2 separate regions of the Pan troglodytes genome follow, and region 1 is linked to region 2. Evidence: chromatin contacts called from public Hi-C data. All regions are on one chromosome and are shown on one strand. The core of a region is the stretch at or near the end of the contact, and the rest is flanking DNA. Distances in the headings are between cores, read along the strand shown.

The links. A called contact is a pair of places that touch in the nucleus more often than the background predicts.
Region 1: a Hi-C map of stem cell-derived neural progenitor cells shows a contact between it and region 2, with 3 times the contacts expected there. The contact joins two enhancer-like sites. A contact is called at or near these places in 2 of 7 Hi-C or Micro-C datasets (blood and stem cell-derived neural progenitor cells).

The regions. Positions count from the first base shown.
Region 1 is chr6:102,056,805-102,063,524 of NHGRI_mPanTro3-v2.0_pri, reverse strand. All of the region lies in intron 4 of CDK6 (cyclin dependent kinase 6), which reads left to right. Among named protein-coding and RNA genes, the nearest start is that of FAM133B, 93 kb to the right of the region's middle. Within about 2 kb of position 4,279, at least 3 of the 24 cell types and tissues checked have an H3K27ac peak or open chromatin away from gene starts, as enhancers often do. A contact at or near this core is called in stem cell-derived neural progenitor cells, where this site is marked.
Region 2 is chr6:101,996,383-102,002,314 of NHGRI_mPanTro3-v2.0_pri, reverse strand. It overlaps CDK6 (cyclin dependent kinase 6), which reads left to right. Exons shown (of 8, transcript XM_003318579.6): 6 at 2,454-2,504. Among named protein-coding and RNA genes, the nearest start is that of FAM133B, 32 kb to the right of the region's middle. Within about 2 kb of position 4,359, at least 7 of the 24 cell types and tissues checked have an H3K27ac peak or open chromatin away from gene starts, as enhancers often do. A contact at or near this core is called in stem cell-derived neural progenitor cells, where this site is marked.

The DNA of each region.
Region 1 (6,720 bases), core at 3,030-5,529, 61 kb before region 2:
AGTAGATCTATCATTGGATCTAGCAATCCCATTCCTGGGTATCTACCCAAAGGAAAATAAGTTGTACGAAAAAAATACTTGCACATGCATGTTATAGCAGCACAGTTCACAATTGCAAAAATATGGAACCAGCCCAGATGCCCATCAGTCAACAAGTGGATAAAGAAAATGTGGTATATATAGATTTCATTATATATATGATGAAATACTACTCAGCCATAAAAAGAGCAAAATAATGGCATTTGCAGCAACCTGGATGGAATTGGAGACCATTATTCTAAGTGAAGTAACTCAGGAATGTTAAACCAAACATGGTATGTTCTCACTCATAAGCGATGAGGATGCAAAGGCATAAGAATGATACAGTGGACTTTGGGGACTCAGGGAAGGGGCGGGAGGAGGGTGAGAGATAAAAGACTACACATTGGGTACAGTGTACACTACTCAAGTGATGGGTGCACCAAAATCAGAAATCACCGCTAAAGAACTTACTCATGTACAAAAATAAATAAATACATAAATGAGAAAAAAGTACTTTCAGTTACTAAAAGATAGTTAAAATATGTAATACATGTTTTTCTTAGATATCACTGTGATCACTTCTGTGATTCCAACAAATTTAGTTTAAAGATCTCAGTTGGCTTTATTGCAATTCTAGAAATGGACAACACCACATTCTGTAAAATAGAGTAAGTGTTCCAGTTAGTCAAACAAAGGAGAGTGGCTTTATAGACAGAAAAGGGGCAGAAGAAAGCAGAAACAAAAGAACAGAAAGCAGCTTGGTCATTTCAAAGTTACGTCCATGTAAGGGACAGGGAGACAGAACAATAGATAACTGCTTAACATCAGGTTACTTCAAGTTACGCTATTGTAAAGATTAAAACAGAGGGAACTTCATTGTCATGCTGATTTAAGATAGAAACTGGCCTGTTTGGGAAATTAGGCTGTCTTTCTCTTTTGACTTCTCTGTCTCTCCTGATTTACCCAGTTTTGGTTTGGTGAGCATAAGTGACTCCATTTTAACTTTTAGTCCAGTCTGTTGGGGCCTAGTGCAGGAGTTTAGTGCAAAATAATGGTATGCTATAATTTTTGTGGAATATTTCTTAGGCCATTTTGAAAGCCCTAACAGTTTCCAGGATAAAAGAAGCTACCTGCCACAGGTTTCTAGAAAGCAGTAACATTCTTTGAAATGTTTATAAATGGAAATGTAGCGTTTCTTTGAATTAGTTCTGAGTTAGAAGCCAAGTTTTACTCAAACTCAGAGGGTTACTTTTCCTTTCAAGTAGTGTTTGCATGCAGCAACCACACTGCCCCCAACACGCATGCAGCATGAGTGCCTGAGTCTAGGTGAGAAGCCTTCCGCTGGTTTTTATGTTCACACATGTATCTCTCCTGACAGCGGATATACCTAGAAATACTCTGTAAGTCCTTGGTATTAGTGTGGTTCTTCCTAGAAACTGAGACAATTTTAAGAAAAGCATTGTGGCTCATTAAGAGCAAATGAATGTATATATTCTGTAATTATTTAATCAACAGAACTATATTCCCTTTCAATGATCCTTTCTTTCATCTCTGCTCATAGAAGAGATATGAAATGAATTTTAGATTTTGAAGACATTTAAAATTCAGTAAGTACAGCAAAACTGTGTTATAAAAGAAAGAGGAAATTAAATAAAGGGCTAGGACACATATTACATATTAGACCTTTTTTTTAGCAACTTTGAAATCAGATGGTAAAATCTAGATAATGTCGTCGAGTCCATACAATTGCACTGTGTTCAAAACCAAAGAATTCGTATGTCAAGTAATATGATTTTTTTTAATGTTGCTTAGTGACTGTGTTAGAAAATGGTGGGTGATAGTATTTAGGTTACCTAAATTGTGTATTTTCCTTCTCTCCTATTTCCACAGCTCTAGTCTTCTGTGCATTTTGTTTTTTTGTAAACAAGAAGGCACCCTTTTTACACTACATCTGCATAAATGGGTGAGGGGTGATTTTGAGGAAGAGCCTGACATGGGCAGCTGGTGAGATGGTGATCTCATTTGCAGAGATAGAATACAAAAGGAGAAAATGTTAGGGAGGAAGGGTGATGCTTGGTCTTCAGGGAAGGGATCTAGGGAACAGCATAGACATGCCTGTGCACACAGTGCCCGACTTCTGGCTCCTGTGCAGAACATTGTGGGTAGGCAAACCTTCCCTACCCTCCATCCAGGACCCAGTCATTTGCACATCCATGACCCTGATCCCTCAACTGGCAGCCATCTTGGTGAAATCCCTTGGGGTCCCATTATCTTAGAAAAACAACTTCTTTTGTTTTTGTCAGCTTTTCTGGTAAACTGCATTACTATGGGAATGTTGACTATTCTGGAAATACAAACTTTTTTATTGTAATTAGGCTTAAGACCAAAAAAGAAAAGACCTGAGGTCATATAGACTCCACAGTGAGGAGAATGAACCTGAGTTCAATAAGACCTGCTTCAGATTCTGGTTCTGCCATTGGCTCTTCTGTGATTCTCAGCTTCCTTATCTGTAAAAATAGAGTCGTTGATACTCGCCTCACACCGTTAAACTGAAGATTATATAAGACAACAGATAAAGTTAATTCAGTGCAGTACATTACATCTTCTGTGCTTTACAAATGTTTCCTTTCTCTCCTTCCGTAGCCCCCTACTTATTTACACTCAAAATAAAAATGAAAAGTTTTAGAGAAGAGAAAACATTACAAGGCCCCACAGTAATCCATTCTGATATTTAACAGTTCTTATTGTCAGAAAATACTTCCTTCTGTCTAACACAAATTCCTAATGCTGCAATCTAAGTCCTTCTCTCAGATGTGTCCTCCTTTTCTGTTTGCAGTTTTAATCTTGCTAAATGAACAGCATGAAACACCCTAATCTTCAGAAGCATATTTTCTTTATGTCTTTCCTTTAATAGCTTAAAGCACAAAATATAGTGGGGACCCCCCCACACACTCACAGTCCTCTGTAGACTATAAATTCATTTCTGGTAGCCTGGATTACTGGGAAATGTTGTGGCTGGTTTTATTTTCCTGCATGCATCTCGATGACCCATTTTAGATGGGGGTGTTCGAGGAGGAGAGCGTACTGCAGAATGAGCTGAATGAGCTATGCCTTCATGACTGCTTCCACCTGACAATCTGCAAATCCTCCCCATTTAAGGAAGGCAGTGCTCATGGAATTTTAAAATGTTGAAGAATGTGTGTGCCTGAACTTGGATTTTAAAACTATGCTTCCATTTCCCTCATCACTTGCACTAACCATATAACCTGCTAGTACTCATTTAGTAGGTTTGCTTGCAACCTGTGTCAAAAGGAGCATAGTAACCAATGGGAAAGAAGGCATGGACCTTAGAGGCATTTGACTGTTTCCATAGCAAGGAAAAACCCAATTTTTAAATTCTTTTACAAATCTGAGTAATTATGTGGCCTCTCAAAGCAAATAGATTTCCTTAAGAGTTAAAACAACTTCTAAGAGGAAACAATGAGCCCTGCAGCCTGCCATATCCTGTGTTCAGAATAATTTTCATTTCTACTTATCTGTGAAGGTTGAAGGAATGGCTGCAAATATTTGCTTGGTTTCTATGGTGAAAGCAGAGGGAGATCAAATGTATGATTGTTTAGTGTCAAAATCAAAACTATACTATACTGTACTTCTACAAAGAGAATGAGTTTGTTACTTGAAACATAATAGACGTTTAATAAGTGGTAACTATTTTAAGTTTCACGAGTTCAAGAGGAAATTTAAACAGTGCAGCCTGAAGGAAAACATAGGCCCTTCAGGCATTTTAAAACTTCGTTTTACAAAAATAAAATGGTCCTTGCACTTTATTAAAAAGTCATCTGTTGACTAAAGATCATGTTGGTGGACTCTCAGAATGCCTGGTGTGGACATGGGGACACAACTATGGCCTATAAAATTTATACTATAATAGAAACACTCTGTCCTGCCCTGTGTTATCCCTCCTTATCCTGTAACTCTCCATTCTGCTGTCTTCTGGCTACCCATACATTTGTTGGAACATATGTTTATTTTATGCTTGCTTTATACAACACTCTGCGAGGGACTGGGAATAAAAGTCCACTTAGAAATACTCTCTACCCTCAAAGGGCTGGCTTTGGGCCTAGTAGACCGTGAGGATACAATGATTGAGATGCAATGTAAGTGCTGCAATCATTTATGCTTGCGGAGGACTAGGCAGGGCAAGGTTCACAGGAATTAAGAATGGGGTTGTGAAGAGGGCATTCCAGAGAAGGGCCCATGGGAAGACCACATGAGGCATGACATAGCACACGTGTTTAAAGAACCTCACGGTTTCTGACAAGTTAAAGAAAGCCTTCATCTGAAAGGGGAGCAGACAATGAAGGCAGAGAGTGGGTGGGAACCAGATTATGAGAGCATTGGAGGTAAACTAGAGTTGAGCTTGACCCTGAAATCTCCAGAGAATGGATGAAGGATTTTAAGCAGGAGAGTGGTGAGCACAGCTTCAGATGCAGTAAAGAAGACAGAGTGGCAGGGGGCATGTTGGCAGGAAAAGACCACAGAGGAAGCTATTTGGACCATCCAGGAGAGGACATGCTCTCGATGGAATTGTTGGGATCTGATGGTGGCTTCATTGAAAGTCAAGAGAAGTAGGGAAAGTGGGTAGGTAGCGATTTTGCTTACAGAGAGAAGAAATATAGGAAAAGCAAGTTTCAGAGGAAAGACAATGCATGCATTTTGAATTTGAGATACTGGTAGCAGCACTAAGTAGTGATGTCCAGGAGACAGTTGGATTTGTGGGTCAGAGACTGCAGAGTTCTGAATACAGCATGGATTGGAGCGGGGGTGGGGACAGGCACATGGAGTGCTCCGCAAGGATTGTGCTTCATGTAAGAAAAGTGACTGCCTGAGGATGTCGCCTTAGATTAAGCAATAATTTGAAAGAGACAAAGGCAGGAGGAACACTAGGACAGGACCGTAGCATTCTGCACTTAAATTGCTACACAGACACCACCCCTCCCTCCAACCCAGTTGTACTTCGGCCAACTCATTTAACTCATTGCTTTCCTAATTTGTGACCACACTGTCCAGGACTAACATGGTACCTCACAGAGTAGACATTCACATGATGAATTGACTGGAAGCTTACTTTGACCTAAAGGCTTGCTGTCTAGGCCTTTTGTAGGTAGATCTGCTTAGACATAGATAAAATGGGGGAGAGGTGTACGACTCAGTAAGAAATGGCAAGTGCCACTGATATCACAAAAGGTCAGAAACCTGGATCCCTGAATTCTACCTTTGCTGGTCCTTCAGTGAGTCATTTTCATCCCTCCCCTGACACAAGTACACAGCCCCCCTGTTTACTGAGTGGCTCTCTTCCCCCAAGATGCCTTTCCTCTCTACTTGGAGGGAACACCCATTCAGCTCATTTTCCCTGTGCCTTTCATTGCCCTGTGAGTCTTCTTACACAATCTCTGAAGCTAATCAGGTTCAGCTCTTCCCTCCACAGGATCATTTCCTCTGTTAAAGATACATGATTACTCAAAGATATTAAGTTATTATGGGACAGTATTGTCCTCATATTCTCCAGTCTAGGGGATTGCCTCTATCCATCTTCAGCACTGCCACTGGGAGTTTCCTGTGGTTCATTCATGTATCTAGCTATCAGATAATTACTGAGCACCTTCCATGCATGACACTGTAAATGCATTGTGGCCAAGAAATGGAAAAGCTATAATGCAAGATAGAAAGGGTCAAGTACTATTGAAGTGCAGTGGAAGCTCAGAGAAGAGCCATTACTTCCAGCTGGGAGATCAGGAAAGGCTTTGTGGATGAAGCAATATGTGAGTGAGGCTTGAAAGATGGGTAGGATCTGGACCTGCAGAGACTCAGAGAAAGAGAATCCCAGAGAGAGAATCAGAGAACCACACCAGCAATAGCAGGTGATGGGACATCCACATATCTAAAGGGAGCCAGTGGCCCCATGTGAGCCAAGGCAGCTCTAGATGTGAGGAAATACAGCCCTTCTGCTGGTAATGGATGCATCAGAGCAGAGGTGAGGACAAAGTTATTGGCACAGCGCTCCATGCTGTGAGACTCTCATCTTTGTATTGACCTCAGACATTTTTTTGCCATATGTCAAAACATCTCCTTCTAGCCCTTAGATTACAAATGGGTGAATTTGAGATGACTCCATTATTATTTTATGGGTATGTAATGCTTTTTTTTTTTTTTTTTTTTTTTCTGAGATGGAGTTTCACTCTTGTTGGCCCAGGCTGGAGCGCAATGGTGTGATCTCGGCTCACCGCAACCTCCACCTCCTGAGTTCCAGCGATTCTCCTGCCTCAGCCTCCTGAATAGCTGGGATTACAGGCATGCACCACCATGCCCGACTAATTTTGTATTTTTAGTAGAGACGGGGTTTCACCATGTTGGTCAGGCTGGTCTCAAACTCCCAACCTCAGGTCATCCGCCCTCCTCAGCCTCCCAAAGTGTGCTGGGATTACAGGTGTGAGCCACCACACCTGGCCAGTATTGAATTCTTAATAGTTTCCATAACCAGTTAAGGTGTTATAATGAGAAGACTGTGCTTGGCAGAATTAGAATTCCAATTCTTTATAATATTCTTCATTTAAATATGTAATTTTGAAGAACTAAATTATGGCCAGGCACGATGGCTCACACCTGTAATCCCAGCACTTTAGGAGGCCAAGGAAGGCG
Region 2 (5,932 bases), core at 3,110-5,609:
TGCAAAACTGCATACAGGAAGTGATATTGCCAATTCAGAATTAATTAATCCTTATTGAAAAATGTGGCATTCATCCTTTAGAAAATTCTTTTCTTGATAAAGTTGTAAGAGCTGTAACATGTAAGCAATATTTAGTGACCCCAGAGGAAAGACTGTTAGACTTAAATGTGACTTGGACCTCACCACATGGTGGCAAATGGTTCCTTCCTTTCTACTTCACTGTGTGAAATACTTTACATGATTATCTGTATAATATTGGCCAGGAATAAGAGAGATATGTGTGTGTGTGTGTGTGTGTGTGTGTGTGTGTGTGTGTGTGTTTAGTTACCACTTAATTGTAACTCTGCTATAAGCTGGGCATTCTAGTAGATGAGATATATTCATAATCTCACTTAGTTGATCCTATGAGGTAAGTATCATTCTTTCCATTTTACAAATGAAGCAACTAAGTCAAAGAAATTAAGAGACTTTCCTAAGATCATATAGGAAGAAACAGCTAAATAGAGATTCACTCCCAGGACAGTCCATCGCCAAACAGACCCTTTCCCCAGTCAAAAAAAAATCTTGAAAAATCAACATGTTAACTAAAAAGAAATAAAAGGAGAGGGGAATATTATGCCCTTAATTAAGCCATGTAACATCTCCAGTACTCAGTTTCCTCATCTGAAAATAGGGATAATTATACTACTACATTTCTCCTGGAATTTTTGTGAGAATCAAATGAGATTATGTTTGGGGCACTTGGCACTAGGCCAGATACAACATTCATGCTCAATAAATTATAATTGTTAAGATTCCATTTTTTGCCTTTTTTTGGAAGTTTTAGAAAAAAACTTGGACTTCTCACCTTGTCATCTTTTAAGACCTGTCAAGATGTCTTTTAGAGCGCAACTTCGTGATTCTTTATGAATTTGGCTGCATTAGTGATATGCAGGTGGCTTATATTAGTTTTATAGGACTGCCGCAACAAAATACCAGACTGGATTGCTTAACCAACAAAAGCTTATTTTCTCACAGTTCTGGAGGCTGGAAGTCCAAGATGAAGGTGTCAGCAGGTTTGGTTTCTTCTGAGGGCTCTCTTTTAGGCTTACCTTCTCATGGTTCTCACATGTTTATTTCTCTGTGTGCATGTGCACCCCTGATGTCTCTTTGTGTCCAAATGGCTTCTTCTTACAAGGAAAACAGTCAGATTTGATTAGGGCCCACCCTATCTTATTTTAATTACTTGTTTAAAGGCTCTATCTCCAAATACAGTTAAATTCGGAGATCTTGGGAGTTGGGCTTCAACATGAATTTGGGGGAAAAAAATTCAGCCCATCACTTTGCAATAAGTAAATTCTTTTCCACTGCATTTGGAAATCATTATTTTCAGGAATAGTAACATTCATAGAAAGTATGGTTGAGAAACGTTAAGGTGTGTTCTAACCACTGAAATGCTATGACTGCAGGATTCTCCATATATGGCCATATATAGTGAGTTCATTTATTGTGCACAGAAAATATTTAAGAGGTCAAGTTTAAGGCTGTATAATTTGATATATAATATAAAAAGAGATATGATACCTGATAATAGACTACAACTATTTTAATACATTAATGTTGAAAATTACCTGTTTATGGCATTTGTTGAGGAAGGAATCAGGGAACGTTTACTTGTGTACCATAGGTGTATGCAAAATGAAATAAAATGTTTAGTAACTGCATCTGTCAGAGTAAAGCTCTATGGCAGAGATTTATAGGGAAACCTAGAGAAGTCTCCTCCCTCAAGGGGCTACTTGATCTTCTTGGAGAAATGCCAGAAATGTCACAAAATGACCTTTTTTAATTGCCAGTTAAATGCTCAATGTAGACAAGGAAGGCTGTGTGTTTCAAGCAGACACAATTGCCTCTAAAGCCCGGAGTTAAGATTTAGAACTTGTAATGGTTAGCTGCCATAATACTGGGAGGAAGAAAAGTGGTATAATTAGAAAAATAGACCCAGAGGTGGTTCACTGCAGCATTGAGGACAAATGAAAGGAGAGAGACCCATGAGGAAGTACTCTGATAGCAGAGTAGTATGGAAAAAGTGCTCTGAGAAATATCAAAGAATCTCACCTATTTATGGTTCGAGACTAGGCTGGTGGTATGTTCCACCTTATCACGAAGTTAAGCAGATCTTTGAAACCTGGAACTGAATTTGACGGTAGCACTGTTGTTAGAATGACTGCAAACAGAATGCCCGTGATTGTAAAACATGGAATTCATCTACCACCAGGTATTCATGAGAGATCCTAACCCATACGTGAAATGCAGGGAAAACCTTCACTTACCAAAGGAAAAATGTCTCAATTTTTTTTACTTCTTCCCAACCCATAAAGAATATTTTGCTTCCTGTGAAACAATGATAATGGCAAATATGATTGAAATGTAATCTGAGAACATTTCTTATTTAAAATGTATCTTTATTCTTTTAGGCCTCTTTTTCGTGGAAGTTCAGATGTTGATCAACTAGGAAAAATCTTGGAGTAAGTAATAATTATAATTTTACACCAGTGTCCATAGCATTAAAACATTTACAGTGACTTTCCTCTGACATGCATATCATGTGTTTATCTCTTGTCTTTCTTACTTCAAGCAGCTGCTGCAGACAGTGTTACTATTTGTGTGGTGAGTGGAGACATGGTAGAAGTGCCATTTTATGCAGAGCCCTAACTGCTCTGCTCTGGAAACTTGTATGTTGCTTGTGTGGATCTTTTAGCTGCTCCTCTTTCTTCGTGTGGCTGAGCTCCAGTTCTTTTAGTTCAAATACATTTTCTGCTTGTGGTCATTTCAAAAGCACCCGCCATCAGAGATGGGATGCCTGGTGACCAAGTACCCATCCTTGTCCAGTGGGCTTCCTGTCCCCACTGAGTATCCTTGGTCACCCAGGTTGGTTCTGCATTGTTTTGTTTTGTTTTCCTGGGCAAAGGATGGTATGCTACACATCTCATTTTTCTTTGGAGCACCAAAATAGAAAATGAGAACCCTAAGTCTTTGGCAAAATAACTCTGCAACTTTGAGAAAGTCATTTAAAACACCTCGTGAAGGGCTTACACAGTGCCTGGCACATAGTAAGCACTTTAAAAAGTTATCTATTACTGTTACTATTAGAGTTCATCATTAATTATTTAACTTTTTATTTCCTTAACTTCATCTGAGAAATGAAACTCTGACTTAAATTCTCTATAAGATCCTTTCTTGTGCTCAAATTCTTTGGTTTCAGTTACATCGCTCCTTGATGATTTACATAGTTTCATTCATGTCTGCATGTTCATGCATGTATGCATTCATGTTTCTAGAATGTAACTGGGGCACTTCTTCTGACAAAGCATGCAGTGTGGCATCCTTTTTTGGGTTTTTGTGTTTGAAAGGCCCATCCAAATTGGAGTGGAGTAGGAAAAAAGTGGGAGTTCTAGACCAAAAATAGCCCTGATCTTTGGTCTGTGACATTTTATAGGAATCCCAGTGATTTTTATGAAATTCGAAGTCTGTAAGACTGCAACAAAAAAAAAACACCCCTAAAGAACAGATTTTCATATCAGCACTGTCTACTCAAGCATGACTGCTTAAAACAGTTAATAAAACTGGAACCTGATTTTGTTCTTTTAGTGACTAGAAGCAGCTAGACTTCTGTTAATGCCAGTGCTACTGCTGAGTCAGAACATAGTAGCTTTAAGGCCTGAATAACATTTGCTAGTTTTTTATGCCTGGGGGCTTCCTGGGTCCAGGGCAGGTGATGCTACTGCTCCTACTACTGACCACTCTGTACAGTGGATAAATTCAACACAAAGCCTTCATGTTACCCCTGCTTCTGAATGGCAAGTTCTTTAATCACTCAATGATGAACTCCCATCTATTTTTCCCCATGACTGTTGAATGTATTTTGTGTGCATGTGATCATAAAGAGGAAACTAGGGAAAGCAGACATACTGATGACCTTCTGTTAAAAGGAAAGAGAATCTTGACTAAAGTCAGCTTGCCAGGACTTGAAAGCCATCACCTTCTTTCCCTTATTTATACTACCTGACAGTTGTGTCTACCTCCAGCACTGATGTCTGCAATCTTGTTAACCATTGTTAGTGCCCCCTTAGTACATGAGGCCAGTGAAATGGACCAGAAGGAACATTTGACCGGCATGTTTGACCTGCTTCCAAAGAAAAGCCAGTTCTGCTTTTGGCAAAGTCCTGACAATCGTAGGTTGCCAACAGCAAAGAAGCTGTAGAGTTCTATGGTTTGTGCCTTTAGATTTTACTTTGTGGTTTCTGGCATTGTGTCATCAAAATTATGTTCTGTTTCCTCTGAATGCATTACCTTGCCAGAGAAAAGGGACAATGCTGCACCCTAGCGTCACTGCTGAAGTACTTGAAAAAATATTTCTGTCTCCTCCATCACTGCCATTTATAGATTTTGTGCCCTGTTGGGCTTGCCAACATAAATGTCAACTTTTAAGGCTTATATTCAGCTGTCCAAATAGTGGAATTAAATGCAAGCATTTTTTAATGGACCTATCAGAATTTCACAACACATATATGGGCCATAAAAGTTCATTCTGGACATGAAACCAAATTTTTTTTAAGGAAAGCCATATTCACATACTCTTTTTTATTTTTTTCTTTGGAGACAAGGTCTTGCCCTGTTGTCCAGGCTGGAGTACAGTGGTGCGATCTTGGCTCACTGAAGCCTTGGCCTTCCGAGCTCAAGTAATCCTCCTATCTAAGCCTCCCAAGTAGCTGGGACTACAGGCACAGGACACCACAACCAGCTAATTTTTATATTTTTTATAGAGATGGAGTTTCACCATGTTGCCCAGGCTGGTCTTGAACTCCTGGGGTCAAGTGGTCCGCTTGCCTCGGCCTTCCAAACTGCTGGGATTACAGCCACCCCACCTGGTCCATGTTCACATACTCTTAAAGGGAAAAACATTTCTGTGTTTAGGAAGATTTAAGCCTTCAAGTAATAGCAAGTATTAAAAGTGAAACAATAGTTTTAGCCTGTGACATCTTAGAGCATTTTTAAGAATGATGTCATAGCTAAATGGAAATAAAATATTGGAATAGAGAGAACGGAACTCACTCTGGACTCTGTGACTGAGCTTGCTATCTGTGACTTTGGCAGTTCATTTTATTCCTCATTCTCAATTTCCCCATCTATAAAATGAGACTAATAACACCTGACTTATATGTCTTAGGAAATTATTACAGGAATCAGAGGAGGTGATAGACTTAAAGTTTTATATATATAGTTATGTGTTTGTTTAAAATTTTATATAAAATTATATAAAGTTATTTGTATATGTACACGCATACAAACAGAGATGTGCTGTTCCTCTGAAGGCTTTTGGCATTCAGTTGATCATATACTTGCAAGATGTAATTAGATGTAGATACATTCAAAGCCACAAATAAAAAAGATTTTAAATATTTCTAGGAGTTATTAATATAATCAATTTCTAGCTGACTGGTGAATATACACAAAAATATTGATACACATAGACCTGAAAACTAAAAAGGAATGAAAGGAAATTTTTAAAGCTCTCTAACAAGCATTTTTCATTCCCTCCTCTGCCCTGTCCCATTGTATCCAGACACTTACACGTGCATTTCTTTTCATAATTAATAGTGGTATTTTTGGTTTTTTTCTTTTTACTTCGATTGTAGGCTGTACTATTGAACAAATCTATATATTGCTCATTGTCATTTCTATTTATTGCTTCTAGTAAATATGTCCATGAATCTGTCTTTGCCTCAATAATGTAGCTCTCTCAGTATGCCTGATAGAGGCCAAATTACAGTGTCTTCCCCAGACACCCAGGCAGAGAAGCCGTGATGACAGGGGTATCTTCCCAGCTGAAGTCTATGGCCTGGGCTCTGTGTAGGTGAGGGAAGGGGAAATGAAGTGCTACAGATCTTGAGAC